Regions from separate parts of the Mus musculus genome. Here regions 1, 2, 3, 4 and 5 are each linked to region 6. Evidence: chromatin contacts called from public Hi-C, HiChIP or PLAC-seq and promoter capture Hi-C data. All regions are on one chromosome and are shown on one strand. The core of a region is the stretch at or near the end of the contact, and the rest is flanking DNA. Distances in the headings are between cores, read along the strand shown. Region 1 holds the start of Prr5 (proline rich 5 (renal)). Region 2 holds the start of Poldip3 (polymerase (DNA-directed), delta interacting protein 3). Region 3 holds the start of Ttll1 (tubulin tyrosine ligase-like 1). Region 4 holds the start of 1700001L05Rik (RIKEN cDNA 1700001L05 gene). Region 5 holds the start of Pacsin2 (protein kinase C and casein kinase substrate in neurons 2). Region 6 holds the start of Efcab6 (EF-hand calcium binding domain 6).

The links. Promoter capture Hi-C pulls out the DNA fragments that hold promoters and counts their contacts. A called contact is a pair of places that touch in the nucleus more often than the background predicts. HiChIP or PLAC-seq counts read pairs in DNA pulled down with a chosen protein or histone mark. Capture Hi-C pulls out chosen DNA fragments and counts their contacts.
Region 1: a promoter capture Hi-C map of pancreatic islet shows a contact between it and region 6. The contact joins the promoter of Prr5 here to the promoter of Efcab6 in region 6. A contact is called at or near these places in 1 of 484 Hi-C or Micro-C datasets (brown adipocytes) and 1 of 9 other capture datasets (pancreatic islet).
Region 2: a contact with region 6 is called in a Hi-C map of cortical neurons, with 5 times the contacts expected there. The contact joins the promoter of Poldip3 here to the promoter of Efcab6 in region 6. A contact is called at or near these places in 2 of 39 promoter capture datasets (hippocampal neurons and second pharyngeal arch cranial neural crest), 2 of 484 Hi-C or Micro-C datasets (both in cortical neurons) and 1 of 115 datasets of contacts at active chromatin or transcription factors (craniofacial prominence).
Region 3: a contact with region 6 is called in a promoter capture Hi-C map of embryonic stem cells, with 2.8 times the contacts expected there. The contact joins the promoter of Ttll1 here to the promoter of Efcab6 in region 6. A contact is called at or near these places in 6 of 39 promoter capture datasets (the 3T3-L1 cell line, cranial neural crest, embryonic stem cells and 3 more), 2 of 484 Hi-C or Micro-C datasets (the N1E-115 cell line and embryonic stem cells) and 5 of 115 datasets of contacts at active chromatin or transcription factors (astrocytes, embryonic forebrain, embryonic hindbrain and 2 more).
Region 4: a Hi-C map of cerebellum shows a contact between it and region 6, with 2.7 times the contacts expected there. The contact joins the promoter of 1700001L05Rik here to the promoter of Efcab6 in region 6. A contact is called at or near these places in 3 of 39 promoter capture datasets (cranial neural crest, hippocampal neurons and second pharyngeal arch cranial neural crest), 1 of 484 Hi-C or Micro-C datasets (cerebellum) and 1 of 9 other capture datasets (embryonic stem cells).
Region 5: a contact with region 6 is called in an H3K4me3 HiChIP or PLAC-seq map of embryonic forebrain, with 4 times the contacts expected there. The contact joins the promoter of Pacsin2 here to the promoter of Efcab6 in region 6. A contact is called at or near these places in 2 of 39 promoter capture datasets (cranial neural crest and hippocampal neurons) and 3 of 115 datasets of contacts at active chromatin or transcription factors (embryonic forebrain, microglia and pancreatic cancer cells).

What each region holds. Positions count from the first base shown.
Region 1 is chr15:84,677,990-84,682,699 of GRCm38.p6, reverse strand. It overlaps Prr5 (proline rich 5 (renal)), which reads right to left and starts at 1,702. Exons shown (of 8, transcript NM_146061.4): 1 at 1,381-1,702. The coding sequence starts at 1,517.
Region 2 is chr15:83,147,722-83,152,488 of GRCm38.p6, reverse strand. It overlaps Poldip3 (polymerase (DNA-directed), delta interacting protein 3), which reads left to right and starts at 3,111. Exons shown (of 9, transcript NM_178627.4): 1 at 3,111-3,294. The coding sequence starts at 3,236. It overlaps Rnu12 (RNA U12, small nuclear), which reads right to left and starts at 2,844; the gene lies at 2,695-2,844.
Region 3 is chr15:83,507,661-83,512,511 of GRCm38.p6, reverse strand. Ttll1 (tubulin tyrosine ligase-like 1) reads left to right here and starts at 1,605. Exons shown (of 12, transcript NM_178869.4): 1 at 1,605-1,778.
Region 4 is chr15:83,364,528-83,369,274 of GRCm38.p6, reverse strand. It overlaps 1700001L05Rik (RIKEN cDNA 1700001L05 gene), which reads left to right and starts at 1,978. Exons shown (of 4, transcript NR_027980.1): 1 at 1,978-2,285; 2 at 3,765-4,246.
Region 5 is chr15:83,463,204-83,467,726 of GRCm38.p6, reverse strand. It overlaps Pacsin2 (protein kinase C and casein kinase substrate in neurons 2), which reads left to right and starts at 3,121. Exons shown (of 11, transcript NM_001159509.1): 1 at 3,121-3,268.
Region 6 is chr15:84,062,870-84,067,597 of GRCm38.p6, reverse strand. It overlaps Efcab6 (EF-hand calcium binding domain 6), which reads left to right and starts at 2,249. Exons shown (of 32, transcript NM_029946.4): 1 at 2,249-2,336.

The DNA.
Region 1 (4,710 bases), core at 453-2,952, 620 kb before region 6:
GGTGAGGACCCTGAACAGGCTGGCCCAGGATTGGAGCACAGAACACAGCCAGAGCCTGACTCCCCAGGCAGGGGACGCCTCCGACCCTTGCAAGCCTCCCCCTCCCAGAGCTCTGGCAAAGAGTAAACCTTCTCACAGCCATGACTGGTGGCACGTGGCGCCATCAAAGCCCTCTGAGCCAGAGGCCCCCAGATGGGGTGAAAGGGTCCCCACAAAATTGCTTCTAGTAACTTCCGAGACACTACTCTCTGAATGTTCCTAGACTTGAGTTCTGAGTTACAGGGTAGACCTACTGTGTGCCAGAACTCATGCTCACAGCCTGATTACACATCTTCACATTTACTCCAACAACAGTCACTCACCCATATTATTAATAAAGAAACTGAGGACCAGAAGTGGAAAACCAACTGCCTAGGGCCACACAACAGAGGAGTGGAGTTGAAATCTGAGCCAAAAGTCAGCATGGCTCCACTAAACCCTGGCCAGAGACAAGGAAGGGGACGAAGAGAGTGGTTGAGCAGTTCTGGGGAAAAGGAGTCTTCCTTCTCTCACAGTTCTGCTCCCAGCCCAATGAGGAGACCGGTGTAGGCCCAGCAGAGAGGGAAACTAAGGTAGGTAGTCTCAGCTCTCAGGCAGGCTGCAGCTTAGTGGAGGAACTTAGGGTCCCTGCTGGCAGCCGGGTGCCCCCCCCCCCCGATTGCTCTCAGACTAGATGAACAGAAGACATGTGTCCAAGTGACAGCCGTGTCCCTAGTGGCAGACCACAGAGGGTGAAGAACCTGGCAGGATTTCTCTGCCAGGTGGAGGGGTGGAGTGGAGAGCCAGCATCCACAAACCTCCCTCAATCCGTGTTTTACTTTGGATGGAAATACTTTTTTTTTTTTTTAATTTTTCCTTAAGGGCCAAGAGGAGACCCACCGGGGAACTATGGCTAAAAGAACTATCTGTGACTGGTTGAGAACACAGCTGGGGGAGGGGCTTCCCACGCCCGGCTGGTCCTGGATGGGCCTCCGGAAGGGTCCGGTAAGGAATGTCTGGCAGCTGGCGCACCCCCGCGGACAGCTGGGAGGCCCGGGGTCCAACTCAGGGAAAGCCACCGCCCACCCCGCGCCGAGGGCCCGACACGCATACAGGAAGTGCAGCGGCGCCCCGCCGGGGGCCCGCGAGGTTCAAGTGCGCCCCTGCGAAGTGGGGGCTCAGAGGCCTCCTGCTCCCCGGCCGCCCACCCACCCACCCACCCCCGGGGAGCGATCGTGGGCTCTAGCCGCTGACACGTTGCACTCACTTCCCTCCCCGCGCACGGCCCGGCGGCGGGGCGAGCTGCGCGCAAAGTGGCGCGGTGCGGTCTCCGGCCACGCCGCTCCGGGCTGCGCGCCTTACCTGTTCCAGGTGGCGTTGGCGCAGGCCCGGCGCTGCTGCGTGCCCCGCTCGTCCGTACCCGCCGCGCCCGGCTCCCTCTTGCCCAGGTCACTGAGGCTGGGCGAACTCATGAACTTCAACCTGCGGAGAGTCCTCATGCTCACCCCGGCCCACACGCGCCCCCGCGTCCCCTACGACGATAGTCGGCGGCTAGCAGCAAGCCCGGCGACCCCGTGGGGTCCCGCCCGGGTCCTGCGCCCCCGCCCGGGGCAGCACTCCCAGCGCGGGGCCCTGTGAACCATGGCTCGCGGCGGCTCAGCGTGGAGCGCTCGGAGCGCAAAAGCAGGCCGGGGGCGGGGCCTCCAGCCTGGGCGGGGCCATAGTGGGCGTGGTCTCCTGTTGGGAGGGCGGGGCCGGCGTCTTGGAGCCCTCTGCGGCCAAAGGGCCAGCTCAAGGGGCTGGCTCCTTTGCTCTCAGCCACCTCCCTTCTTCCCTTCGGAAGCCACCACACAGGAGCCACAGAGCAGTTCAATCCCAACTGTCCACCCGGCACCCAACCAACCCTGTGGTCACACACACACCATGCACAGGGACTCATAGGCTCCCATTAACGTCTCTTGAACTCACTCCCTCTCCAGACACCCATCCCAGGAGGAAAGGCTGTGCCCACAGAGATCTATCCAGACCCCTTCACGTGGACACAGGCTCCGCCCACTGCGGATCAAAGCTTTCTGCCGGGTGCCTCAGCCATCAGCCCCACCCCACCTGAGTTTAGCATGACCAGGCTGTCCTAGAGCCTTTTCTCGGGGGAGGGGCCAGGGACTAGGGTCCTCTCAGGCCGGTACCTTGGATGATTGACTGGCCAGAGGGGTTGTTGCACCGAGAGTTGAAGGAATGGAGGACAGTGGCACCCCCTGAATCCCAGATCCCCTTGTATGGTAGAAGTCAGAGTGTCTCCTCAATCCTGGTGACTTAGGCACAAGGCAAAATGATCCTAGGACAGGACAGCCCTGGGGCATTGAGGCAAATTTGAATTCTACCTGCTGGGAATGTTGTGGGGGCACCCAGGGCAAAATAATCTCTCCCGGGTTCTGCCACCAGAACATGGCAGGCTGGACCAAGGCTCACGAACACACAGTGCCCCTGACACCCCAGCTCCTGACACACAGCCTCCTTCAAGCAAGATCTGGGAGTCCCACTCGTTTTGCCTGCCACTTCCAAGCACAGCCCCAGGTGACTTGCAGGAGAGTAGAGTCATGGTTCAACTCCCACCATCAGCATTTCCTAACCAGCCACTGTGTACTGGACACCCCCACATGCCTGTCTTAGGAGGCAAGGATCAAACAGACAACTCCTTGTTCGCAAGAACTCTCACAGAGCCGAAGGCCACTCAACCTATTGTGAAATGGCAGCCAGGGCAGGGAAGGGCTGGGCTGCTCCTACCTCCTTCATTCAGTCAATGGCCCCAGTGAGGACCTGACTTGGGGGTCAACAGCAGATGAATTTTCCAGTCTCCAAACAACAGGCACCAGCTTTCTGAACCAAGTCAAGGAACCCAGGTCTGGGAGGATGCGGCATTCAGGTGGGGGTGTAGAAACTGCTCACTCAGGTGTACAGTGGTGGTCAGCATGGCTGGGGGGAGGGGAGGGGAGGGGAGCGGAGGGGAGGGGAGGGCTGTCATTGCTCCATAGCACTAGCCTTGTGGCTAGTCCTATGTCCCGGGTGGGTGCTCTCCATCCCTGGAGCAGCTGTAAGCTTTGGGTGAGTCACTTCTCAAAGGCTTCAGTTTCCTGTGTTTTGGAAAGTGAAGGCCACACATCCATGGTCTCTCTCTATCCTTCCAGACCCTGGGGTTTTACATCCTGTATCAAGTATGTCCAGTCTCTGCCTACAAACTCTATGTGCGTCAGGATAGGTATGAATGCCGGCCAACGTAAAATCACAACCCTAACCCTCAGGCTGAACTGCTCTCTCAGAGGATACAAGTTTGGTTCTCAGCACTAGCATGTGGCAATTCACAAACTACCTGTAACTCCAGCTCTGTGAATCCAGCACCCTCTTCTGGCCTTTTTGGGGCACTGCATGCAAGTACACAAACCCACACTCAGGCACACATTCTCATACACATAATCAAAATTTTAAAATAAAAAAGATCGGATACATGTACTAGGCCTTCCTCTTGAGTCTACCCACCCTGCCCCATCCTTGGTTCTTAGCACCCTAGCCTGAACTACAGATCCTTTCTGACCACTCTTTCTGACTGTTGCTTCTTGCCCTCACAAACAATAACTAGAGCTGGCCATGGCACACATTGCCCTCCTGAGTTCCCACTGTGCTGAAGAGCAAGCCCGAGGCCCCCAATCCTTGAGATGCCTTCAAAACCTGCGAGCCTCCCTGCTCTCCAGAACCCCTTTCAGTGGAGATCAAAGTTGAAGATCATCTCTCCTTTCTCTGATTGCCCCTGCCCTTGTTTAGACTTAATCTGGCTTTCCTGACATTGTCTATCAGAGCCAGGAGCAGGAACTTGTTCATATCTACCTTCCCTATGCTTGGCACACAGTCGCTACTCAATAGGAATGGCTAGATATATCTATCTCATGTTTTAGGTCAGATCGGTGAAAACCAAGATGCATAAACACGAGGCCACCATTTCTCTGCCACGGGTGTCGCTGCAGCAAAACCCTGGTCCCCTCAGAGAAGCCTGACCTTTTATTCAGCAGTTGGGCAGGACAAGGGGCAGAACTGACCCCTGGCTGCCCGTCTGGCAGGAGTGGCCAGATGGGAACAGAGAGGCAGTCTGAGTAACCAGAGGGAGGGAGAAGGCTGGTAGGGGAGGGGAGGCCACAGTGGGCAGGAGAGGAAGGAAGAAGTGAGCTGCAGGGGGCTCCTAGGGAAGGGGCTAGAAGCAGGACAAGCAATATCCAGAATGGGTGAGACTTAAAAGACATCTCTAGTGCCAAGTGTAGGGGTGCTGGCCTGAAATCTTGGTTGTTGGAAGGTTGAGACAGGAGGATTGCCCTGAGTTTGCAGCCAGCCCCATAGCGAATTATAGACTCTTAGGAGACAGTGTCTCAAAGAAAGGAAAGTAAAAAAAAAAAAAAAAAAAAAAGACAACATCTCCAGAGAGCAAAGAAACGAGCTGTCCCCGCCCCAGCACAGACGAACACTGGCTACACCCACAGCCCAAGGCAGAAGTGCGACAGAGACGCGGGGGTGCTGTGCCGCCGGGTGTTGGGGCTGGTGGTAGGCAGCTCGGGTGCTGCTAGGTGTGAGTGTTGGTGGTAGGCAGCAAAGGGCAGAGCTCCCTGGGCCCAGAAATCCAAGGTAGAGTCTAGGAGGAAACCAGGCTGT
Region 2 (4,767 bases), core at 1,862-4,361, 920 kb after region 6:
AAGGGGGAGAGTAGGGGATTTCCAGATCTAAACAATGTCTATTCTCAAGAAATGGGTATGGGAGGGGTACAAGGAAAGAGTTTGGTGCAGGTGCAGCAACTCAGGATTGGCTGGGCTGTGGTTGCTAGGGAGATTTTCTGACTCTTTCTCAGCAACCAATATCACAAACACCTGGCAATGGGCTTCATCAGTGGGCACACACATGAGTCAAGGAACGGTCAAAACATTGGCAGACACACAGGTTCAAGGAGTGGCCAGAGCATTGTGCGCCTCTATTTTTCTAAATCAGTGAAGCTAGTTCTGCTAACAGTGACATCTATCTTGCCAATTTCAGGGCTTCTGTGACCTTTCTGTGTCAGGATCTTTCAATGACTCTTAGCTTGTGTTGAGGTGACACAGAACCAGCCAGCATGCCACCTCTGCCGAGATGGTTGGGCTGTGACGACCTGGTCCTGCTGGAGCAGATGTTCAGGTGGTGAATGTGAGCTGAGAGCTCTATGGTTGGAAGAAGCTGCTTCTAAAAACTGGGGAAAGCTGGGGGGGGGGGGGCTGACTAGGAAGTGTCTGCTGCACAAACATGGATAGCCTGATCAGGGAACCCCATTGTCATGGAGGTCAGTGGAACTGCCCCCCCCCAAAAAGCCTCACCCTAGTCCCAACTCCAAAAAGAGTCACCGAATTTATGGATAGTCTCTACATAGTAAGGGGATTTGTTATGACGACTTACAGTCTGTAGTCCAACTCCCCAACAGTGGTCAGCTGTGAAGTCCAAGGATCTAGTAGTTGCTCAGTCACACAAGGCTAGTAGATTCCAAAAGATGTGCTGGCAAATGCAAGCCGGCAAAGAGTGAATCTTTCTTCTTCCAATGTCCTTATGTAGGCCTCCATCAGAAGGTGTGACCCAGATTAACGGTGTGTACCACCATGCCTGAATCTGGGACTTGTTTTGTCCCAGGCTGACCTTGAACTCAGAGATCTCTTTGCCTTAGTCTCCTGGGATTCATAGCCACTATGCCTCAAGATCTCCATGCCAAGATCCAAGTCAGAAACTTGTATCTCCCAGCCTCAAGATCTGGATCACAGGTGAGCCCTCCAATTCTGGATTGTAGTTCATTCCAGATAGAGTCAAGTTGACAACCAGGACCAGCCATTACAGATAATTTCCTTATAGTCCCATGTACTGAAGGAAAACATTTTAACAACTTCACTGTTAGAGGAGTTAGGACCTTATAGGCAAGACCCCTCTGGCCTGTTCCTATATTCTGCATAGCTCAACTTGGCCCCAGCAGTGAGGTTAAACCTTTACCCACCCTGGGATTCTCTTCCTCGTGTGCACGTAGAGGTACGAGTGTGTTGTATGCTGGTGTTCTCTACTTAAAGAGATCAAGTCTAGACCCACTCGCAGTTCTACCACCAGGACCAGGATGCTTCTCCAGTATCGGATGCTGAACCTTAGGGTTTTCCTGGATCCTGCCAAGCCTTCCATTGAACCCTGATGCTCTGTTTTGTTTTGTTTTTTAATGGCTGACCCGGTAGTGGACCTGTAGTTCAGGCCCTGGCAGCAGGGATGGGGTTCCAGTTGTAGAGTCTATGTCCTGAGAATGGGGGCAGTCCAGGTTGATCAAAGTCCCCACTTTGCCAAAGCCTCAGTCATAGGGCATTTCAAACTAGTAGCCTGGGATTCCTGAGCCAAGCTCGTGAATATTCTTGTGGGAAACTGATTCTTGTCTCTTAGGAAGGCCTTCCTTTCATAACATGTACATTTTTTTTAAATGTTCCATATGGCAGATAGTTTTTTTTTTTTTTTTAGATTTATTTTATTAATATATGTAAGTACACTGTAGCTGTCTTCAGACACTCCAGAAGAGGGAGTCAGATCTTGTTGCGGATGGTTGTGAGCCACCATGTGGTTGCTGGGATTTGAACTCTGGACCTGCGGAAGAGCAGTCGGGTGCTCTTACCCACTGAGCCATCTCACCAGCCCCAACATGTACATTTTCAAGGGAACATGAGAAACTGACCCAAGAGCATCATGTTTTTATTTTTGAAAAAATTATCTATTTTTATGTTTATGAGTGTTTTGCCTGTATACACATATATGTATGTATGTATGTATGTATGTATGTATGTATGTATATGTATGCAATAGCCTGGGAGGTCAAGAAGGCATTGAATCTCCTGGCACTGGAGTTACATGTGAACTTCCATGTGAGTGCTGAGAACCAAACCCAGGTAGATCCTTTGCAATATCAGCAAGTGCTCTTAGCCGCTCAGCGGACCAGCTTCTAGAAATTCTGTCTCAACAATGAGAAACTATCCCATAGGTCAAACACTAACATGTCAGTTAAGAGACCACCTTCATTTGCCTCATTTACACAGTCAGGAGGCAAACGGAAAGGTGACTAGTCTAGGCATCAGAAACTGAGCACGACCTTACAACGTAGACGACCTTACAACATGGGCAGTTATGTCCAGGCATGATCAATTGAAATTGAGGTACATAGCAGTAGGAGAACAACAGTCCCATCTTGTCTGAAAAACAGTAAGAGAGAGGCTGGAGAGGTGGGGCGCGCTCACGCTCACACACCAGGTAGGGCAAAGGCAGGCATCAACATACGACTTGCAACCACTAGCACCTGAGAGCAACCATTCAGAGGAGCTGCTAAGCTTTCTATTCTTGTAGAATTAGGGGGTCGGGCAGATCGCGTCACCCAGGCATCCCGCAAAGTAGGCGGGTCGCCTCAGATTGCAACCTATACCCGCTCAAAAATTCTTCTCACATAAGCAGTGAGGACTCGGGCGTCACCCCGAATCGTTATTTTCCTTACTCATAAGTTTAAGGCATGAGGAACGTGTCTACGTTCCTCAGGGGTAAGAAATTATATTCTCATTACAAGTATGGTGAGTGTCCGATCGGCTGTATGACTAAAAGACTTGTCCTCTTGATAATGCTTTTTAATGGTTTATGATCGATATAATTCTAATTCCTCATTAGCAAAAGGAGGAGGGGGGAGAGAGAGCCCATAAGGCTCCGGACTCCTCCATGCAAATTAGAAGCGAGCACCGCAAAGGCTCACGGGGAGAGAGGCTCCACCCCTTCCGTCTCGAGCTTTTCGTTTGAGCTGTCGCGAGAGTTGGCCGTCCGGGTTGCCGGAAGCCGCTCTTGACTCCGGCCGCGGGGCGGGCTCGCCGCAGTCGGCTTCTCCTCCGTTCTCCGCTAGCTGCGCGCCGCAAGATGGCCGATCTCTCGCTGGACGAGCTCATCCGGAAGCGCGGGACGGCGGCCAAGGGACGGTGAGCGGCCCTTTCCCTTTTCCTCGAGGCTCGTAGGGGCCTCGCTGCTTCTTGGGGTTCGGGGGCGGAGGAGGGAGCGGCTCCGGGGGGCGACGCCGCTTGCGCCCGCCCCCTGCGTCCGCCGCGCTCCTTATTGGCCCGGCCGCGCGGGCCCAGCTGCTGGTCGGTCCACTGGCTGCTGGGCCCGGGAGGCCCGGGAGGCCCGATCGCAGGCGAGCCGAGGGCTGGGCGGGCCAGGGCCTTGCTCCCCGGAGGATCGGGTCCGGGGGGACCACGGTGGCGCCGTCTCCGCTCGGCCTTTAGGTCCTGGGAGTTAAGAGGGCGGAAGTTGAGCGGAGGAGCCGCCAGCCCAGAGCTGTTTATGGCCAGTTCTGCTGGTTCTCCTATGCCACGGTGCTTAGCCCGACCCGTTTTAAGCAAAGAGCTCTTTCATAGGCGAGACGCCTTGTTCCTTTCACTGTGATATCTGTAATGGTTGTCTGATCGTTTTGTTTTCTCTTGAGGCCGGCTTTCACATAGCCGGAGCGAGCCTCGAACTCGCTGCGTCTCCGAGGCTGGCCTTAAAACGCCAAGAGTCTCCCTCCTCCTCCCGTTTCTCAAGGGCTGAGATGACAGGCCAGTTTGTTTCCGTTTTGAGAGCCGGCGTCCTCCATGTTATCCAGGAACTCCTGATCTCAAATCCATCCTCCTGCCTCAGTCTCTTGAGTAGCTGGTGCTCCAGGCGCTCCGCTGTTGCTTAACTATTTTATTCCGCATTTCACAAACGGGAAAGCTGGAGCCAGAGAGAAAGACTTTCCCAAGGCCACCGAGTGCCCCAACTGAGTTGGCCTCAGGCAAAGACAGACAAAACAGTTCCAAGAGGGTGGCATTGGCATTCATGGATGTATGCCCTGATGTCTTAAGTGAGACAGTCAGACTCAACATACTCTTAAACATCGATAGCCATTTCTAGCTTTTATAAATGTGCAGGTGAAAAAGTGGTTAAGTCGGCCCGTGGTCAGCAGGCATATAGATACACTGCTGTAGGTGTCAGGAACTGTTTTCCTGGGGCTGGAGAGATGGCTCAGCAGTTAAGACACCAACTGCTCTTCCAGAGGTCCTGAGTTCAATTCCCAGCAGCATGGTGGCTCACAACCATCTGTAATGAGATCTGATGTACTCTCTTCTGCTATGTTTGAAGACAGTAACAGTGTACTCACATACATAAAATAAATAAACCTTTTTATTTTTTTAAGGAACTGTTTTCCCAGACACTGATCTGCTCAGCTATGCCAATCCTTCCCTACGCCTGTGTCTAGTAAACACTGTTGCCTCCTACACTGAAAGGAGACAAGCTCCCTCCAATCTCAGTGCCACCCAGCTCACCAGCTCTTATTGTCACATGTCTTCTGGGTCGTAAGAGAGATTGACACCCACAATGATTAAGCCATTTAAAAGTTTTGAGCGGGGCAGTGGTGGTGCACGCCTTTAATC
Region 3 (4,851 bases), core at 356-2,855, 550 kb after region 6:
AGCCTGTGTCTCAGGAAAGACACCTGAAATGGCCTCTGGTCCCCACACACACACACACGCACACACAGAGACACAGCAGCTCAGCACACATAAAACATACTGTCTGAGTCGGTCGTGGTGGCTCACGCCTTTAATCCCAGCACTTGGGAGGCAGAGGCAGGCGGATTTCTGAGTTCGAGGCCAGCCTGGTCTACAGAGTAAGTTCCAGGACAGCCAGGGCTACACAGAGAAACCCTGTCTCAAACAAACAAACAAAACAAAACAAAAAACAAACAAACAAAACAAAACATACCGTCTGGACAAATGCTTCAAATCCTTTGGGAGGGCCCCTTGTTGTCACTACATGCCGAATGAAATGTTCACATTACATTACAACTTCAGAAACACGAGTTAATCGTCATCTCTGATTTCTGGATGGCAAAGTGGAGTGTCAGTAGGAGACAATGGCTAACCCTGCCCCGCACCTGCTTGGCCTCCAGATGCCTAGCTCAGTCTGTCATCTTGTATCCTGTCTTTTTTTTTTTTTTTTTTGGACTTAATTTTCATTTTTAAATTTTATTCGTGTGTGTGTGTGTGTGTGTGTGTGTATGTTTAGCCTACACATATTTCAATGCACCATATGCGCAGTTAACAGAAGGTTGTGAGCCACTATGTGGGTGCTGGGTATTGCCCTTCTTTGGAAGAGAAGTCAGTGCTCTTAACTGCCAAGCCATCTCTCCAGTCCTATTTTTATGTTTTTATCATGCGTGTGTGCACGAATGTTTTTTACATGTGTGCAGGGGCCCATGGAGGCCATTGGCTTCCGGTTTCTGATCCCGAGTTGGAGTTACATGCAGGTGGTTGTGGGGAGCCTGGCATGGGTGCTGGGAACTGAACGTGGGTCCTATGCAATAACACAGCACGTTTTTTTAAACCTCTGAGCCAATTTCCAGATTCTTTTTTTTTTTGGTTTGTTGGTTTTTTTTTTTTTGGTTTGTTTTTTGTTTTTGTTTTTCGAGACAGGGTTTCTCTGTGTAGCCCTGGCTGTCCCGGAACTCACTCTGTAGACCAGGCTGGCTTCGAACTCAGAAATCCGCCTGCTTCTGCCTCCCAAGTGCTGGGATTAAAGGCATGCGCCACCACTACCCGGCTTCACTAATTTCTTAATAACATTTATTGTGTGTGGGCGTGGGGAGGGGGTGCGTTCAACATGGCACACGAGTGGAGATCAAAAGACTACTTGTAGGTATCTGTTCTCTCCATCCATCACATATGTAGGTCCCGGGAGTCGAACTGAGCTGATAAGGCTTGGCTGCAAGCACCTTTATCCGCTGGCCCTGGCCCTTACAACTCTCATTTCTGGCCCTGAAGGGTGCGCGGATAGGATACCTTGCGCTTTCTAGCCTCTAAGCGGTGGATAGATAACTCGCAGAAAAATACCGAGGCAGGAAAGAAGGTGTCACAACCATGGACAGAAAAAATAATCAGGAAGCAGTAGCGCCAGCGGTTTTCGCGTTCTCGGTTGCTAGGACACCTCTCCGGAAGTGGAGTGAGCAAGGCGGACTGGTTGCAGTAGAGAGGACGGGCGGGCGGGGTCTTGTGCGCCGTGGGCGTGGCCGCGCGTGGAGATTGCGCACGCGCAGGCGGGCTTGCCCGTGAAGGATCCGGGCGGTTTAGCTTCTGCTACCCAGTCCGTGTCTCCGCTGCTCAACGTCGTTTTCTCTGTTGATATCCTGGGACTTGCCTTGTGCCTTCAACTGCTGTAATTGCATCATTATCTTTCTTACCGGCTATTCTAGGTAGGCTTTCAGTGCATCCACAGCCTGTATTGTTTGAGGTGGCATCTGTTGGGGGAGGTTGGGGGGCGCCGCACCTGTACGGGGAGCTCAAGGCTGCTCTACTTGCTCCTCTGCAAGACTGCACCGACCCGAGATGTTGCCCTCTTTGTTAGGAGGGGGATCTGGGAGTTGTGGTCCTCTGTGGAGCCCGGGCGGGGTGGGGTGGGGGGGGGGTGTTGCAGGGACTGCGTCCTCAACTGGACGCAGGAAGTATAGCCTTGCAAACCAAGTTGGTCTTGGTAAAACAGGCTTTGTTTGGGAAACACTTAATGAGCATAAAACAGTGATGTCATATGGCGGCACAAAAAGAGAAGCCCTGCTGTGCTGTCAATGAATGGGAGATACTAGTAGACAGCCACTTTAGGTCATGGCACTGTCTACCTACAGTGGTGTGGAGAGGAGTGGAGGTCATGGATGTGCAGTATTATATACTATTTTCTTTATTTAAATAGTCTTCATTATTTAATTTTTAATTATGTGTATATGTTTGTGTCTCAGTGCGCGGGGGTGGGGGTGGGGGTGCACGTGAGTGTAAGTGCTGGTGGAAGCCAGAAGAGGGCGTATGGGAGCTCCTTGGAGCTGGAATTATATACAGAAGGTTGTGTGCTGAGTGCTGAGGACCAAACTTATGTCCTCCGCAAGAGCAGGACTGGGTCTTACAGCTGAGCCATCTCTCCAGCCATTTAGGTCTTATTTTCTTAGAGATAGCTTCCCCCCGCCCCTTTCATTGAAAGCTTGTTGGAAAAGAATATAGATACTGGGAATCCTGGTGTCGTCGTGACGTCACTGACCCTGATTTGTAAAAATGTCAAAGTGTGGGAAGCAGGGACCTTGCTTTCTGAGGCTGGACACAGAAGGGTGATGAGACTCTGGTGAGTTCTCATCTTGCTGTTCCTAGGAAGGCTGCCTTGACTCCTGTCTGCGGCTGTGATCACAGCAGAGGTTGAAGCTCTTTGGAGTACTCCAACAAGCAAGTGTTCTGAGCTGCCCATCTTCCCCCGAGTCGCATTCTGCATGTTCCTAGGAAGCCAGGTCTTTATAGGTGATTGTTGCTGGTTTCTCCACCATGGAGGGCTGGGCTTCCTCTCATTCACTGACTGGCTTGAGTAGCACTTATCTGCTCCTCCACAGAGGGAATTTATTTGGGGGTTTCATGTAGCTCCGGGCTGGCCTGGAATTCCCTATGTAGCTGAGGATGACCTTAGATTTTTGATCCCCTTGCCTCTGTTTCCCAAGCACTGGGATTGCAAGCCAGTGCCACCATGCAGGACTCCACTTATTTTTTATCATTATGTATATGTGGACACACTTGTACTACGTATGGCCCATGGATGTCAGACGATAACGTTGTAGATTTGGTTCCCACCTTTATGTGCCTTCCAGGAATCAAACTCTGGGCACCAAACTTGCAAGACAACCCCTTTTACCTGCTTAACCATCTTGCCAACCTATTTTATTTTAATTTTTTTTTAGTTGTTGTTGTTTTTAAGATAGGGTCTCTCTGTGGAGTCCTAGAGCTCACTAGGTAGACCATGCTGTCCTGGAACTCATGGAGATCTGCCTGCCTCTGCCTCCCCAGTGCTGGGAGTAGAGACCTGGTGCCACCAGGCCTGGCACAATTCATCAGGTACTTACTAAGTACCTGCTGCTGCCAGACACTGTTTGGGGGCTGGGGATTCAGCAGGAGGTATGGTATGGGGATAGTCCTGTGCTGACGTGTCTGAGTTGAGACATACATGAAGTGGACAAATGGATTTCAACGCTGAGCGTGTGTAAGCATCATCTGACAGCTCCCTGGGTCCTCCAAAGCATCTGAGTTAGAACATCACTGGTGGGGGAAGGCAAGACCCAATCTTACTTCCGCCTCTGTCTCCCCTCTTCCTCCCTGGCTTCCCCTTTCCCTTTCCTCTTCCTGTGCTGGGGATGAATCCCCTGGCCTCCTGTAAGTCAGGCAAGTGGTCTACCAATCAGCCACACCCCACTCTCAAAAGGCCATTTTTCTAACCAGTTCCATGAGATGCTATGATGCTGGTAATGGCCCATGGGCCAGCCACACCATGAGTAAGAGCCAAACTAAGCCAACACACAATATGTGTGCCAGAGAGAGTAACTCCCCATATCCATGGTTTCACCTTCCATGATTTCAGTTCAGAAGATTCTAGAAATAAACAGTTCATTCTTTTAAAAATAATGGGTGTTTTTGCTTACACATGGCTTGTATGGCAGGTGCTGGCAGTGCATGTGGAGGCCAGAACAGGTCAGATTCTCTGATACAGAGTTACAGTTTTAAGCTGCAGTGTGGGCACAAGAGTTTCCAGTGCTCTTAACCACTGAGCCATCTCTCCAGCCCCAAGAAATTAATGGCTACTGTGTTGTAAGTGGTCCATCCTTGTGATTACTTTTCGGAAGTATTAACCTCCAGCTGCCTTGTCCTGCCTGAAACAGTAATTCTTCTTCCTCTTGAATTCTCAGGGTGCTTTTTACCCACAGTGGGCCCCAAAGTGTAGGACTGACAATCCTGGCTGTTTGGAAAGAGCTTTCCTTAAGTGGAGATGTACAAGCTTGTCACAGGCGCAAGGATGGGAAGAAATGCAGTTTATGTAGACTTTCAGGCATCAAGCAAGGTCTTGGAGTGCTTCCTCTGTGGACAGCAGGGGACTGCTGTAAAGCATGGCACTGTCTGGAGAATTGAAGATGGGCTGTCAGGAAAAGCTACTGTTGGGAGTGGCCAGATCTGCGGAAAGAACACAGGCTCTAGACATTCAGTTTGGTAGATAGGGGATGGAAGAAAGTAGGAGCTGGAGAGAGGCAGAAGTAAGGGCTGTTGGGAGACATGGGCTCCGAGGTGATGGCGCAAATAGGAGGTGGTGGCACAGGTAGGGCCGGGCTGGCCTTGCAGGTCCTGAACAGACTACTGGTTTTACCATTGGTACTGTGACCCAGGAGCTGGTAGCTTCACCTGATGCAGATGTCCAAGAACCAGCTGGGTCACACTGGGACGGCCATCAGGCCGGTGTGTTTGTCTAGCAGAGCT
Region 4 (4,747 bases), core at 729-3,228, 700 kb after region 6:
GGGTGGGAGCTTTCCTTCAGTGCTACCCATAATTGCTCGTTCATCCCCCTCCCCCCACCACCAGTGCCTGGAAAAATGACCCTGATTAAAGTCATTGGTTTGGTCTGCTGGATTTGAGTCGAACTGTGGTTGTGGCTAGTTGTCACAGTTGCCAGTGGTGCCCTACCTACGGTAAAGAGAGAATAAAATGTGTTTCTAGAAAAGTTAACAAGGGGACTGGAGAGATGGCTCAACAGTTAAGAGCACTGACTGCTCTTCTGAAGATCCTGAGCTGAAATCCCAGCAACCACATGGTGGTTCACAACCATCCACAATGAGATCTGGTGCCCTCTTCTGGAGTGTCTGAAGACAGCTACAGTGTACTTACATATAATAAATAAATCTTAAAAAAAAAAAAAAAAAAAGCTAGGCGTGGTGGCGCACACCTTTCATCCCAGCACTCGGGAGGCAGAGGCAGGCAGATTTCTGAGTTCGAGGCCAGCCTGGTCTACAAAGTGAGTTCCAGGACAGCCAGGGCTACACAGAGAAACCCTGTCTTGGAAAAAGAAAGAAAGAAGGAAAGAAAGAAAGAAAGAAAGAAAGAAAGAAAGAAAGAAAGAAAGAAAGAAAGAAAGAAAGAAAGAAGAAAAGAATAGAAAAGAAAAAATAAAAGAGAAGAGAAAAGAAAAGAAAAAAGAAAAGAGTTAACAAAACAGTGCAGAGGCGCAAAGGGCACCCCTGGAGAAGAAAATGCTGAAAGCCAGGGAGCTGGCAAGCAGCCAGCTGAACTTGACTCTCAAACCTCTTCTTCTACAGCTGCACCCTACCTGAGGCCAGGTTCTCCAGCTACCCCACACCCTTCTAAAAGAGGCACCTGCTTGGAGTTTCAGCCTTCCAGCTACCCCACACCCTTCTAAAAGAGGCACCTGCTTGGAGTTTCAGCCTTCCAGTTACTGGTGTCCTGTAAGCTTGGGGTGGAGCCCAGGTGCTAGCTAAGCTCGTGGGGTGCTGGAAAGATGGCTCATTACTTAAGATAGTCTAAGGCTCTTCCAGAGGGTCACCAGCTCCAGGACTCTCAGATGACCACAAGCATATACACAGATATTCATAGTTAATATCTCATTGGACATATCAGCCACATTCCAGAGAAGCCCCCTCCCCCTTGCTCAGGAGTAGCTGTGATTCCTGGGCTTCCAAGTCCCAGGATACCCTTCCATCCGAGCAGAAACACGGTGGTGATGCATGTCTGTCCTTCCAACACTCGGTTTATGGAGGCAGAAGGATCAAAAAGTCAGCTTCATCCTCAACTACATGAGTTCGATGCTAAATTGGATTACATACGACCCCCATCTCTCTCTCTCTCTCTCTCTCCATATATATATATGTGTGTGTGTATGTTTATGTATATGTATATATGATTTTTATTTCCTGTTACTGTGCTTTGCCTGTATTTATGTATATCTGTACCACGAGCCTATAGTGCCTATTGCCTGTGTGTGGAGGCCAGAAGAGGGTGTGAAGTCCCCCTCCAACTGAGGTTGTCAATGTTGACAATCCAACTTTGGGTCCTCTTGAAGAACACTCAGCGCTCTTAATTACTGAGCGGTCTCTCCAGTAACCAAAACCAAAATTTTCTACAAAAAATAATAACAATAATAATAATAATTTTCTACCACAGATTCAGGGTTTGGCTTTAGCGGAGAATAAAACAGGACCAGTGACAGTACAGCGTGAGGGTAAAGTCCTGCTTTGGCCACCCCTTCGCTTTCTGTAGAGGCGCAGGCGCACCTGAGCACTTGGCGTCTGCGCACGTGAGGGCAGTGAGGGCAGTAAGGGCGGGAACAGAACGAGCGGCACGTGGGCGACGAGCAGGAGGCGGGGCTTGAGGGGGCAGGGCCAGAGCGGCCTGCGCGAGAGGCAGAAGAAGAGTGGCTGGGGCGCTGGGTGTGGGCGGGGCTGGGGGGCGGGGCGTTGGGGGCGGAGCTTACTTCCACGCGCTGTGAGCGCGCGCCCACGGCAGTTGGTCTCTGAGGCGGCGGCGGTAACAGTTAATCTCAGGAGGTCCTGCTCGGTCCGGGCGCCATGCCTCTGGATCGTCAGGTGGCCATGGGGAACCTTGGCAATCAGGACATACTGGCCATCTTCTACCGCCTGCGCTTCGTGCTTAGCAACCACATAGAGGCCGCCTGGCGAGCCCGGAACCCGGCAATGGACGTGGGAGGAGGAGGAGAAGGCGCCCGGTTGGTCAACGGTCGTATTCGCCCACGCGGGTTCTGAGTGACTTGGAGCACTGCTCGCCCTCGCCCGTGAGTAACCCGTCACTGGTGCTCCGTACACGTCCAGTACCCTCACGGGTCTCGCCGAGTTGTAGAGACTTCTGTCTCGCCGAGTTGTAGAGACTTCTGTGAAATCGCGCTTTGGGCTGTGGTTCGTGTCCCCCAGGGGTTTTTTGGGGTTTGGTGGCGTCTCCCCAGGAAAAGTTAACAGCACCTCACTTAACTGGCACGCCTGGTCGCGTCCCCCTCTAGCTGTTGAGCTAGTGCCGCACCCTTGTCACTTTTCTCCACAGGACTCTCCGAGGGTCCTCGAATCATGATTATTTAGAAGTGACCCGCTGGCCTTAAACTACCAATCTTCCGGCCTCAGCCTCTCAAGTGCTGGGATTTTTGGTGTGTGCCACCATGCTGTTTCCATGGAGCTTCCCCTTATTTATTTATTTATTTATTTATTTATTTATTTATTTGAGACATTTTGTCTGTGTAACCCTAACTGTCCCGGATCTCACTGTATAGACCAGGCTGGTCTTGGAACTCAAAGCGCTCTGCCTGGCTCTGTGTGCCACCACCACCCAGTTTACCATAGTGCCTTTTATAACCTAATCTTGAAAATTGTATGTTGTCTTTTTTCCACATTTTACTGGTCACATAGACTACCTTGGTAAAAGAGATTGCACAAAAGGTGGAGGATGATTGGGCAAATGGTCAGTGCAGAGAAGAATCATACCCAAGGGTCTGTCCTGTGAGCTACAGCCACTGCCCAGTGCATTGTAAGGGACAGTGTACCCGCTGGGTACCATCCTGGTCAGCATTCATTTATGTGTTAGGTTTCTTACTGAAGGTTTAGAGGCAAGTAGAGTAGGATATAGCTTACAGACCTAAGTTCTCTTCACTGCACATTACATATACAATAGAGTGTTGCTAATACAGTAATTATATTGATAACTCTCCCTAGGCCCCATGAGTAAGCCCTCATCAGTGCAAAGCCACAGCCTCAAACATGCTAAGCAAGTACCTGACCACAGAGGGCTTATATTACAATTTAAAAATTTTTTATTTTAGGTGTGTTAGGTGGTTTGCCTGCATGTATATCTGTGTGCCTGGTGCTCATGGAGGCCAGAAGAGGGCATCACATTCCTTGGAACTGGAGTTTGATGATTGCCACTACTGAGAACCACTACTGAGAACAGCCAGTGTGATTAACAGCTAAACCATCTCCCAGCCCCAATATTATTACAGATATTTGAAGTTCTATAAAATTGGGCTGGAGGGATGACTCAGAAGTTAAGAGCACTGGTTGCTCCAAGCACCAACATGGCAGCTCACAACCGTGTATAACTCCAATTGTAGGGGATCCCTAACCTTCTTCTGGTCTCCATAGGCACCAAGTACATATAGGGTGCCCAGACATATATGCAGGTAAAAAACTCATATATTAAAAAATGAAAATTAAGGTTCTAAAATCCTAGATAACACTTGTTTTCATGTTGCTTTATTGTTTTGCAGCAGAATGCCTGGCATAGGATATGACTGTCAATATTTAGCTCAACAAGAAGACATGGCATTTACACACAAAAGGAAGACATGATTCATTGGTTTTAAGTAAATACAACATAATGCATCCTAAAAGTGCCTGGACTCTAGGGCTGACTGATGGAGGACCCACCATGACCCATTAATCCCCTAATAATTAACACATGGAATGGGGTACCAGTGATGAAAAATGACCACAATTAACTCCCTTTCAAGACTCATTCCCAGATATCTGATCCGACCAAAACTGGGATCTCTGGGTCCTTAATTAACAGTGAAACATCCTCTCATTCTCTTGGTTCTGCTTCTGTTGAGAGGCCCTGCTTAAATCACTTTCTTCAGCTCGTTGAAAGCAGCAGGACAAAAAAGCACTGCTACTACCACAAAGGAAGCTGGGCCACTTACCTTTGAAGATGGCTTGCACACCTCATCTTTAAGTCTTTCCCTAAGAATGGATGGTGAGTCACACCTATCATTTCTGCACTTGGAAGGGGGAGGCAGGAGGAAGTTCAAGTCTAGTTTAGGAGAAATAAGTTTCAGGTTGGCCTGAGTTACAGTGTGAGACATTATTTCAGACAAAGAAAAACTCCTTTAAGAGTTGACGGTGTCTGTAAAAGACGGTGTCTGTGTAAAAGATCTCAGACACTGTATGTAATAGCTAAGCTCCTTAAACTATATCAGGATGCACCCCATTGTGAGGAAGAAGGGAGGTGACACTGGCCGTGGTCATCCTGTAATCATCTAACTGATTATTGGGTGTCTGTGTTCTTGAGGTCAGGCAGAATGCCCTCAACTATGTTGCATATACACCATGCAGTATTTTCTGGCACCCTAACAGAGATGTCAAAACTTTGTTAAAGGCAGCAGATTCCATCCAATTTGTGATATTTACAAAGTCCCACAGGCTGGCAGAGTCCATGCCTAATTTCTCTGTGTCAGCTGCTTAGAAGATTCTAGCA
Region 5 (4,523 bases), core at 1,872-4,371, 600 kb after region 6:
CTTTCTCACATGTCCTGTGCAGTGAATACACACAAACAGATAATTGGTTTAAAAAAAAAAACAACAACCAATTGAGGATTGTATGTAAGTGGACTGACATGGCTTCATCAAGTGCTGGCCACACCCTCTTAGGGATACTCCATTCATAGGTTGTGCAGTGTCCCTCCATCTTAGGGTCCATGAGGGTGAATGCAGGCAGCACGTGAGAGTGGAGTGCTGTACCTGCCTGTCTTTATCTATGAGTCTATGTGCACAGGCCAAAGAATAAAGCATTTAAGCAGGCAAGGGCGGGGTGGCAGCTTCCTAATCGGTGACACATTCATTCCACGCATTTGGCAGCAGTTCGCTTCATTCCTAGGTAGATCCAGGAATGTGTTCTTCTGGCCCCAACAGTTAACGTTTTTTGGTGTCTCCAAACTTAATGACTCGTTTGGATGGTGCCGGAAATGGATCCCAGGGTCTTGTGAAGTGAGCCATACCCTCCAATTGTGTGTGTGTGTGTGTGTGTGTGTGTGTGTGTGTGTGTGTGTGTGTGTTTAGTGCATGTACAGAGGCCATGAGATTAACTTTGGGTATCTTCCTCTATGACTGTCCCAAGTTATTTATTTATTTATTTATTTATTTATTTATTTATTTGAGACAGAGTCTTTCAATGAACCTGGAACTTTTCCTGTCAGTTAGGCTGCCTGGCTAGAAACTCCCCCCAGCATTTGCATTATACATGCATGCTACTCTAGCTTTTTACCCGGTTTCTGGGAATCGGAACTCGGGTCTTCATGTTGGTGCCATAAGTACTTTACCCACAGAACCGTCTCTCCTGCATGCTAATCCCAACTGAGAAATGAAAGCTTAGTGGAGCTTGGTAGTGCAAGCCTTTCACTTCCAGCACATAGGAGGTAGGTCTCTTGTGAGTTTGAAGCCAGCCTGGTCTGTAGTGAGACCCTGCCTCAAACAAAATAAATAAGGAAAATAAATACAAGTGGAAGCAGTTTCATCGACGAGAGAGACCCTGAGACAAGGTCAGCAGCCACTGGCCACCCTGAGAGCCCGGCAGGCTCACTAGTCCTGGTCTTTCCTGGACTTCTGTTTTAAAGTGGAGAAAATCAAGCCCCAAAGAAGGGAAGGAACTTGCAGGGTGGAGTGGCCATTTGCTGCCAAGCAACCCTCCCTACCATATCTCCTCGATTCTTGCATGCCTGAAGTGCTCCAGTGGAGAGGAACCCCTTTCTTTCTCCCTGTAGAGCTCATTGCTTTCTGGGAGGTCTTTGCTCTCTGTCATATTCTATCCACCTTGGGACAGTAAAAATGTCACTGTGTTTGATATTGTTGCCCCTTGTCTTTGCTAGGTTCACCGAACACTTGCCAGCTGCTCCCCCCCACCTTGTATTCTTTTGTTTTGTTTTGTTGAGACAGAGTCTGGATATGTAGCCTTGGCTGTCCTGAATCTCACTATGCAAACCAGGCTGGACTTGAACTCACAGAGCTCTGCCAGCCTCTGCCTCCTGAGAGCTGGGATTAAAGGCATGTACCACCATGCCTGGCTATCTCTACTTCTAGACATTGGAATTACTGAGATGATTTTTTTTTTCTTGAAGGAGTCACAGACATCATTGTTAAAAGGGTATTTTACAGGCAATACAGCTAGCCTCTGGGTAATTAAATAAATACATAAATAAATACATATTGAAAATGTTGGTCACTGTAAGGATATGAGTGGGGGAGGTTATTTTATATTTTCTGGGTGGGGGAGGGGCAAGGTCTCATATAGCTTAGGCTGACCTGAACTCTCTATGCAGTTGAGGATGACTGTGAATTCCTGATCTTTCTGCCTCTACCTCCTAAATGCTGAGATTACAGGCAGGTACCACTATGTCCAGCCTGAAAACTGGACTTCCTGTGTAGCTGGGGATGACCTTGAACTCCTGACCCTCCTGTTCTACCTTCCAAGTGCTACCTACTACATCTGCCTTTTCTGTTTTGTTTTGTTTGCAGGGAGGTTGAGGCAGGGTCTTACTATATATTCCAGGCTGACCTTACCTTTTTTTCTTTCTTTCTTCCAATTACTCGGTTGCGTAGGCTGCCTGGAGCTCTCAGCCATTCTCCTGTATCCGCCTCTTGAGTACTGGGATTACAGACACTAGCCACTGTCTGCCACCATTTACTCTTTACTCCATACAGTTCCCAGAAAGTTACCTGCTGTCAGTTTCTCAGACCCTCACCCACGCATCGCTTACTGTCCTCCTGGCCGGGACTGTGTGAGGTAGTGCTCAGCGAGGTATTAGCCGTTTTGGCTCATTATTTCTCTTTGCTCATAGGGCCAACCTCCTATCTGGCAGCGCTATGTGAGAAGCAGAAAGTCTGTATATTGTCTGGTGCTCTGATGGCCATATCGGCATCCTCTGGAGGGAAGTCTCTCCACCCCACTTCCTCTTCTTTTTTGTGTTTTTGGTTAGCCTGTAACACACTATGTAGACCACAGTGGCCATGAACGCAGAGATCCACCTGCCTCTGCCTCCTGAGTGCTGGGATTAAACGCGTGCGCCACCATCCCTGGCTTGGAGGAAACTTTCTTTAAAAAAAAAAAAAAATTGTGTGTATGAGTGTTAGCATGTCTGTACCTCGTGCGTGCCTGGTACCAACAAAGGCCAGAAGAGGGCGTCAGACAGATAACCCTCCAACTGGAATTTCAGATCAGGGTAAGCCTCTACGTACTAGGTACTTGGAATGGAATCCGGGTCCTCTAGAAAAGTAGCAATTTCTCCAGATCCGAGGAAACTTTCTCAAAGTCCACCTTATCTGAATTATAGATCAGGGACCGCAGTTGTTCTGGGTGCTAGGGAAACCACAAAACTCTGGCCCACTTTAAAAAAAAGTCCTTTAGTCCCGGTCCTTTGGGCGTCTCCCAGGGAGTGACCCGTGTTGGCCTCTCAGCGGCTTAAGTAGTAGCTCCTCGTTTGACTGACAGGAAAGGCCGCTAATGCTAGCCCAAGGTAGTTCCTTTAGCTTCTGGGGGGGCGTGCCGCCTCCGCTTTAGACTATCCAATCTGGAGCGCCGCTGGGCCGAAGGGCGGGGTCTGGATGCAGGCAACCAATAGGGCGAGCACAGCGGGCGCGGCGGGGGCGGCGCGGTCGCGGCTGGCGGCAGAAGCGGCTGCGGCGGGTCTGGGCAGGGCCGGGGAGCTCGGTTGGAGCGGAACGGGAAGGGGTCGGAGTCGCAGCCCGGCCGGGGCGGCGTGCTCAGTGGGACCCGAGGCGAACGGCGGCCGAGGTGAGGGGTGCGCCGCGACGGTTGGGACACGGGTCGGTGGCCGCGCCTACCCCTGTCAGGCCGCGCTGGGGCCGAGCGCGCGGGGCCGCGCCGCTCGAAACTTCTAGTCCGCGCGCGGGGGGCCACGCGCCGGCGGGCGGAGCCCGGGAGGCCCGAAGGGCGGCCGGAGCGGACGAGTCCCACGCGGACGCACTCATGGGGCGCTTTGCAGACTCTTGCCTTCCATTTCCGTCCTCCCCACACTCTGTGACCGCCGTGGTGAGAGCCAAGCCTGACCGGTGAACACGAACTAGGGGTGTGAGGCGAGACAGGAAAGGCTGCATGCTGTCCTTTTTGACTTTCATAGTTTTCGAGACTCAGTGGATCCGAATCGTCAATTCCCTCCTACCTCCCGTGGGGGCTCTAGAGCCGCGTTCTCTTCTCTTCCCAAAGACCCCAGGCTTGCGGACCCCCTCTGAGAAGGTCCACTTTTCTTTTTTTCCAGGAGTGGATCCAGAGGAGCTGGCTAGGGATCTCAAGGCCTTAGAGGTTAGACCTGGAAGTAGACACGCCCCAGGGGTGCTGCGTTCTTGTTGGCCCCTTGAGGGAAGATAGTTTTGGTCCGGGCTGTGTGCACCATCCCTGGCCCTTGTCGGCTTCCCTTGACCGCAGCTGTCCTTAGGTTTAGTGATGAAGGGGGAGTAGGTTGCTGACAGTCTCCAGGGCTACTCATTAGCGGTTTAGCAAAAACACTTCTGCACTGTCCTGATGTAAATCTATTTAATCCCGAGTTGTGGACGTGAGCTCACACCTTCCTACCCCCTGCAGGTTTTCCACTTTGCTTAAGTTCTGGTCTTGCACCTCTGGGATTGTCAGCTTGGAGCCCCTGGTGAAGGGATCAGCCAGGTGAACTGGGTTCTGTGTTAGCCTCCCTCTTCCGTCCCTGGGCGCTCAGATTCACTTTTCCACAGAAGTCCGGATTTGAGAGTTAGCGTAGTTGGGGGTTCTCCTGACTTTCCTGGAACACTCTAGTCTGTGCATTTACACTGAACTGTAGAGTTTGGCAGTCTCCTTGGTGAAGCTATGCTACTTTAGCCGTGAGGCCACTACATGAAAAACTTGTGTGATGTGTGCAGTTTAGAGGCTTTAAAGAAACTGATCATTGGGCTGATGGATATTTATTACTTGGGAAAGTAGCTGAGCACAGAGGAGTAGCTGACTGATTAGATCTGCTCTCTCTGTGCAGGATTTTTAAAGACTCATTGGACTAGAAATG
Region 6 (4,728 bases), core at 1,000-3,499:
AGGCTGTGGCCTGCTTGCCTCTTATTTGCAGACTAGCTTCTCCTCCCTAAAGACTTCTAGAAATTTCCAGGATGTGTGTGGATGTGTGTGTGTGTTAAGTGTTTATGAAAATAATACTTCCCAAAACAACAACATAAGAAGGCTTTTGCAAATCTGTTTATTAGCAGGCAGCTGGATTCTCTTATCTTCTTTGATCTTATCTCCAGCAGAGCTTCTTTTAGGTGAGAAGAATTGAAAAAAAAAAATCCAGTAATGTCTTAGCTCCACGAGGAAATAGTTTTGACTGAATGTCTTCTGAAAAGGCTACAAACACAAGCAAAGGTTTCTGAAAAGGCTAACACATAGCCCTCTGTGAAGGGACCCAGGACAACCAGTACAGGCGTTGGACTCTCTGAAAAGCAGTTCTCTTTTGGGACAAGAGAAGGTGTCAAAGAAATTATGAACATATGGCATGTTTGTCAGGGGTGTATGGATGCTATTTCCTAATGACGGGAGGCCTGGTCATTCAATTAGAGGGATAAATGTGTCAGCCTGGTAGTGGGCAGGAGAGATTGCTTTCTCCTTAAATAGGCCAGGGGCAGGGGCTACTTAGGGTCCAGTTGTGCAGCATAGGGCACAGTACTCATTAATTCACCTGCTGGCAAAGATATGTGCTGGGTATCTTACCCATGAGGCTGTGACTTCCTCTCCAAATAAGAAGTCAGGAAGTCTGTAAGTGGGGCCTGTGGACTCAGGTCTGTGGATTCTCGTTCTGGACCTGACTTGATCAGCTGTGAATCCTTGGACAAAATATCGTGTGTGTGTGTTTCCACTGGACCTATCTCATCAGCGTCCTGTGGAGCAGACTGAACTAGACATAAAGTACTTACACGGGTGTCTGTCTGTACTGGCTGGTTTTGTGTGCCAACTTGACACAAGCTGGAGTTATCACAGAGAAAGGAGCCTCCCTCGAGGAAATCCAGCTGTAAGGCATTTTCTCAATTATTGATCAAGGGTGGGAGGAGGGCCCATTGTGGGTGGTGCCATCCCTGGGTTCTGTAAGAAAGCAAGCTGAGCAGGCCAGGGGAGGCAAGTCTGTAAGCAGCATTCCTCCATGGCCTCTGCATCAGCTCCTGCCTCCAAGTTCCTGCCCAGTGTGAGTTCTTGATCTGACTTCCTTTGGTGATGAACAGCAATGTGGAAGTGTAAGCTGAATAAACTCTCTCTCTTCCCCATCTTGGACATGATGTTTTGTGTAGGAATACAAACTCTGACAGTGTCTTAAGAAGGGAACTCCACAGAGCCAGGGAGAAGGACCATTACTGATGACATCAGTACTGTCATCCCTCGTGATGACTAGGTCTAGGGTACTCTTGGTACTAATTTATTTGTGAGGGCCTTATGGTTGTATACCATGCCATGTACTGGCACAAGGTGGAGTCCAAAGATAGTGGTAGGCAAAGCAAGCAGGTCTTGTGTTTGTAGAGTCATGCCCTACAGTAGACAAATAGGCCTCTGCCAGACATGCTAATTCTAAGTTAATCTTGCTCACCAGACATCCAGCTAGCACTCAGAAAGTATGGCATGGGGAAGCTGGATTCATTATCCACAAGGGCTAGAGAGATGGTTCAGTGCTTCAGAGCACTTGCTGCTCCTGCAGAGGACCCAGCTTGATTCCCAGCACCCACATGGCAGCCCACAACCACCTGTAACTCTAGCGCCCTCACCTGGCCTCTGTGGGCATTGCATGCACACGGTACACATAACACACAGGCAGACACATACTCAAACACATAAATGTAATCTTTTGAGGGCAAAATTAAACATTACTTTCTTATTTTTAATTGCAACATAACTATTTTTGAGACGATAATGTATTTGAGTAAGTGCATATTCGCACACAGATTATATATGCATATGTAAATAGGCTTATATAATTCTGATGAATATAGCAATTATACAAGAAAAAGAACACAAGAATATTTTGCTATAAGAATGTAAAGATAAATAACTCTGCTTCTCAGAGGTGGGGCAGGTCCATGGGACACGGCTTCAATCACAAAGAAATCCAACATAATAACAATAAAAACAGAAAAGAGGGATACACCCCACACCTCTCCCAGGGACAGCATTTCCGGAGGAAGTCCTTCCTAGGCCCGAATCTTGTCTGGCTCCGCCTCCTTGGCCAATCGCAACTCCTCTACTTGTCGGGGGCGGGGATTTACCATCCACCTGGGACGTACCCTGGTTGCTGGGGCAACAGCGTCCTGAAGACTTGGCTCATGCCTGCTTCTGGGACCCAGCGGCCAGGTCTGCAGCAGGAGAGTTGGCGGCTGAGTTGGTGACCACCAAGCCGGGTAAGGAGGGGGAGCGCGCGGGGCCCGGAGGACCAGGGCAGTGCGGGGCTGTGAGGAGCGAAACGAGGGGCGCGGGGGAGCGCGCGGGCGGCGGGCCCCGCGGGAGGTTCGGTCTCCGATTTCTCCTGGCTTGCAGCGTTCCTTACCCTGCTCATTTGCGCCCCACCTAGATCCTGAACACAACGTTCTCTGCTTAGTCCTGAGGAGGACTTGGGTGAAAGACCTGTTAACCACACAAGTAGCAAGTAGCAAAGGCAGAACCGCCTCACTCTGCTTCCAGGCAAACGCTGCCTTCCACAGCCATGTTCTATATCAGTTAACCCCATTGCCCACATTCCATATGAAAGAAAGCACTTCGTGAAATGTTCTAAGCTTTCAGGCTGAAGGCTGGCCCCCCAGTTCACCCTTCCACTCCCTTTTCTTTCCCTCCTAAAAAAAAAAAAAAAGTTTTGTTTTATTTATTTTTAGAAGGTCTCACTATGTAGCCCTGGGTAGCCTAAAACTTGCTGTGTAGACCAGGCTGGCCTTAACCTCACAGAAATGACCTTCCTCCTCCTGAAAATATTTACTTTCCACAAGTCTGCCTCTTCCAAAGGGCTTCTATATCACCCTGGGGAAAACACCTATTTCTCTTAAATTGTATCTATCCTTGAATAGTGAACTTAGAGAAATACGGTAAATAAATCCTATCTTTACAAACCACACTTCATTTTGGTCTTTAATCCGTTGCCTTCAGTTCAATAAACATTTCTTTGCCTAAGCTCCAGGGAGTGGAAAACGAACCTGCCGTTGGCTCCTTGGGTGTATGTGAATGGGTGTTTTCTGTCCAGCCTATGAATGGGAGGAAAAAGAATTCACTGGAGTCATCTGTGTGTTGGCTTTATTTACGTTCATTTTCGTGCTTGGTTTAAGGTAGGAATTTTTTTTTTAATTTAGAAGAAATGCTTACTGAAGCTGGACATGGTGGTGTACACATGCAATCCCAGAATTTGAGAGACCGAGGCAGGAGGATCTCAAGTTATAGCCTGAGCTACCTGAAACCCTGTCTCAAAATGAAGAAACCCACAAAGCTTACCTTATATTTGTTATCTTGCATGCTAATTTTATTTGCACTTCTACTTTGTATTCTGTGTCCCCCACCCATTTCCAGCCATACAGAAGTTGAGCACCTATGCTGTGACCCTGACAGCTAATCAGCACCCCCAAATAGAACCAGTTCTGCAGACCTGTTCAGCCACTTGATGCTAATGAAGTAATTACTCTAATAAAGCTACCTCATTGGTCTGTAGCAAGCTCATAGAGCAAGGGTTCTCAACCCGGGGGTTGCATATCAGATACTCTGCATATAGATATTATCCAGGCTGGTTGTGGGTCAACTTGACACAAGTTAGAATCGTCAAGAGAGGAAGGTGCTTCAGTTGAGGAAAGGCCCCCATGACAGCTAGCTGTAGGGCATTTTCTTAATTTTCGATCAGAGGCAGGAAGGCTCAGCCCAGAGTGGGTGGGGCCATCTCTGGGCTGGTGGTCCTGGGTTCTATAAGGAAGCAATCTGAACAAGCCAGGAGAAGCAAGCCAGTAAGCAGCTGTCTTAGTTAGGGTTTAACTGCTGTGAACAGACACCATGACCAAAGCAAGTCTTATTTAGAAAACAACATTTAATTGGGGCTGGCTTACAGGTTCAGAGGTTCAGTCCATTATCATCAAGGTGAGAGCATGGCATCATCCAGGCTGTCATGGCACAGGCAGAGCTAAGATTTCTACATCTTCTTCCAAAGGCTGCTAGTAGAAGACTGACTTCCAGGCACCTAGGGTGAGAGTATTAAGCCCACACCCACAGTGACACACCTACTCCAACCAGGTCACACCTATTCCAACAAGGCCACACCTCCAAATGGTGCCACTCCCTGGTGCAAGAATATAAACCATCACAGCAGCACTCCTCCATGACTTTTACATAAACTCCTGCCTCCAGGTCCCTGCCCTGCTTGAGTTCCTGTCCTGACTTCCTTCTGTGGTGAAAGTATAAGCCAAATAAACCCTTTCCTCCCCAGCATGCTTTTTGGTTATGGTGTTTCATGGCAGCAATAGAAACCCTAAGATATTTACCTTATGACTCATAACAGTAGCAAAATTATAATTATGAAGTAGCAATGAAATAGTTTTTTTGGTTTGGGGTCACCACGACATGAGGGACTATATTAAAGGGTCACAGCATTAGGAAGGTTGAGAACCACTGTCATAGATGCTTAGAGTCACAGGGTGACTTCCTGATGGCTCCTCCCCCTGCCAGGACTGACAGGTAAGCCATAGACGGTAGATGATGTAACTGGGAGAAAAGACACCAACAGCCACCTTTTCCCTTAACATACTTCATGTAATTTCTTTTGTAAAG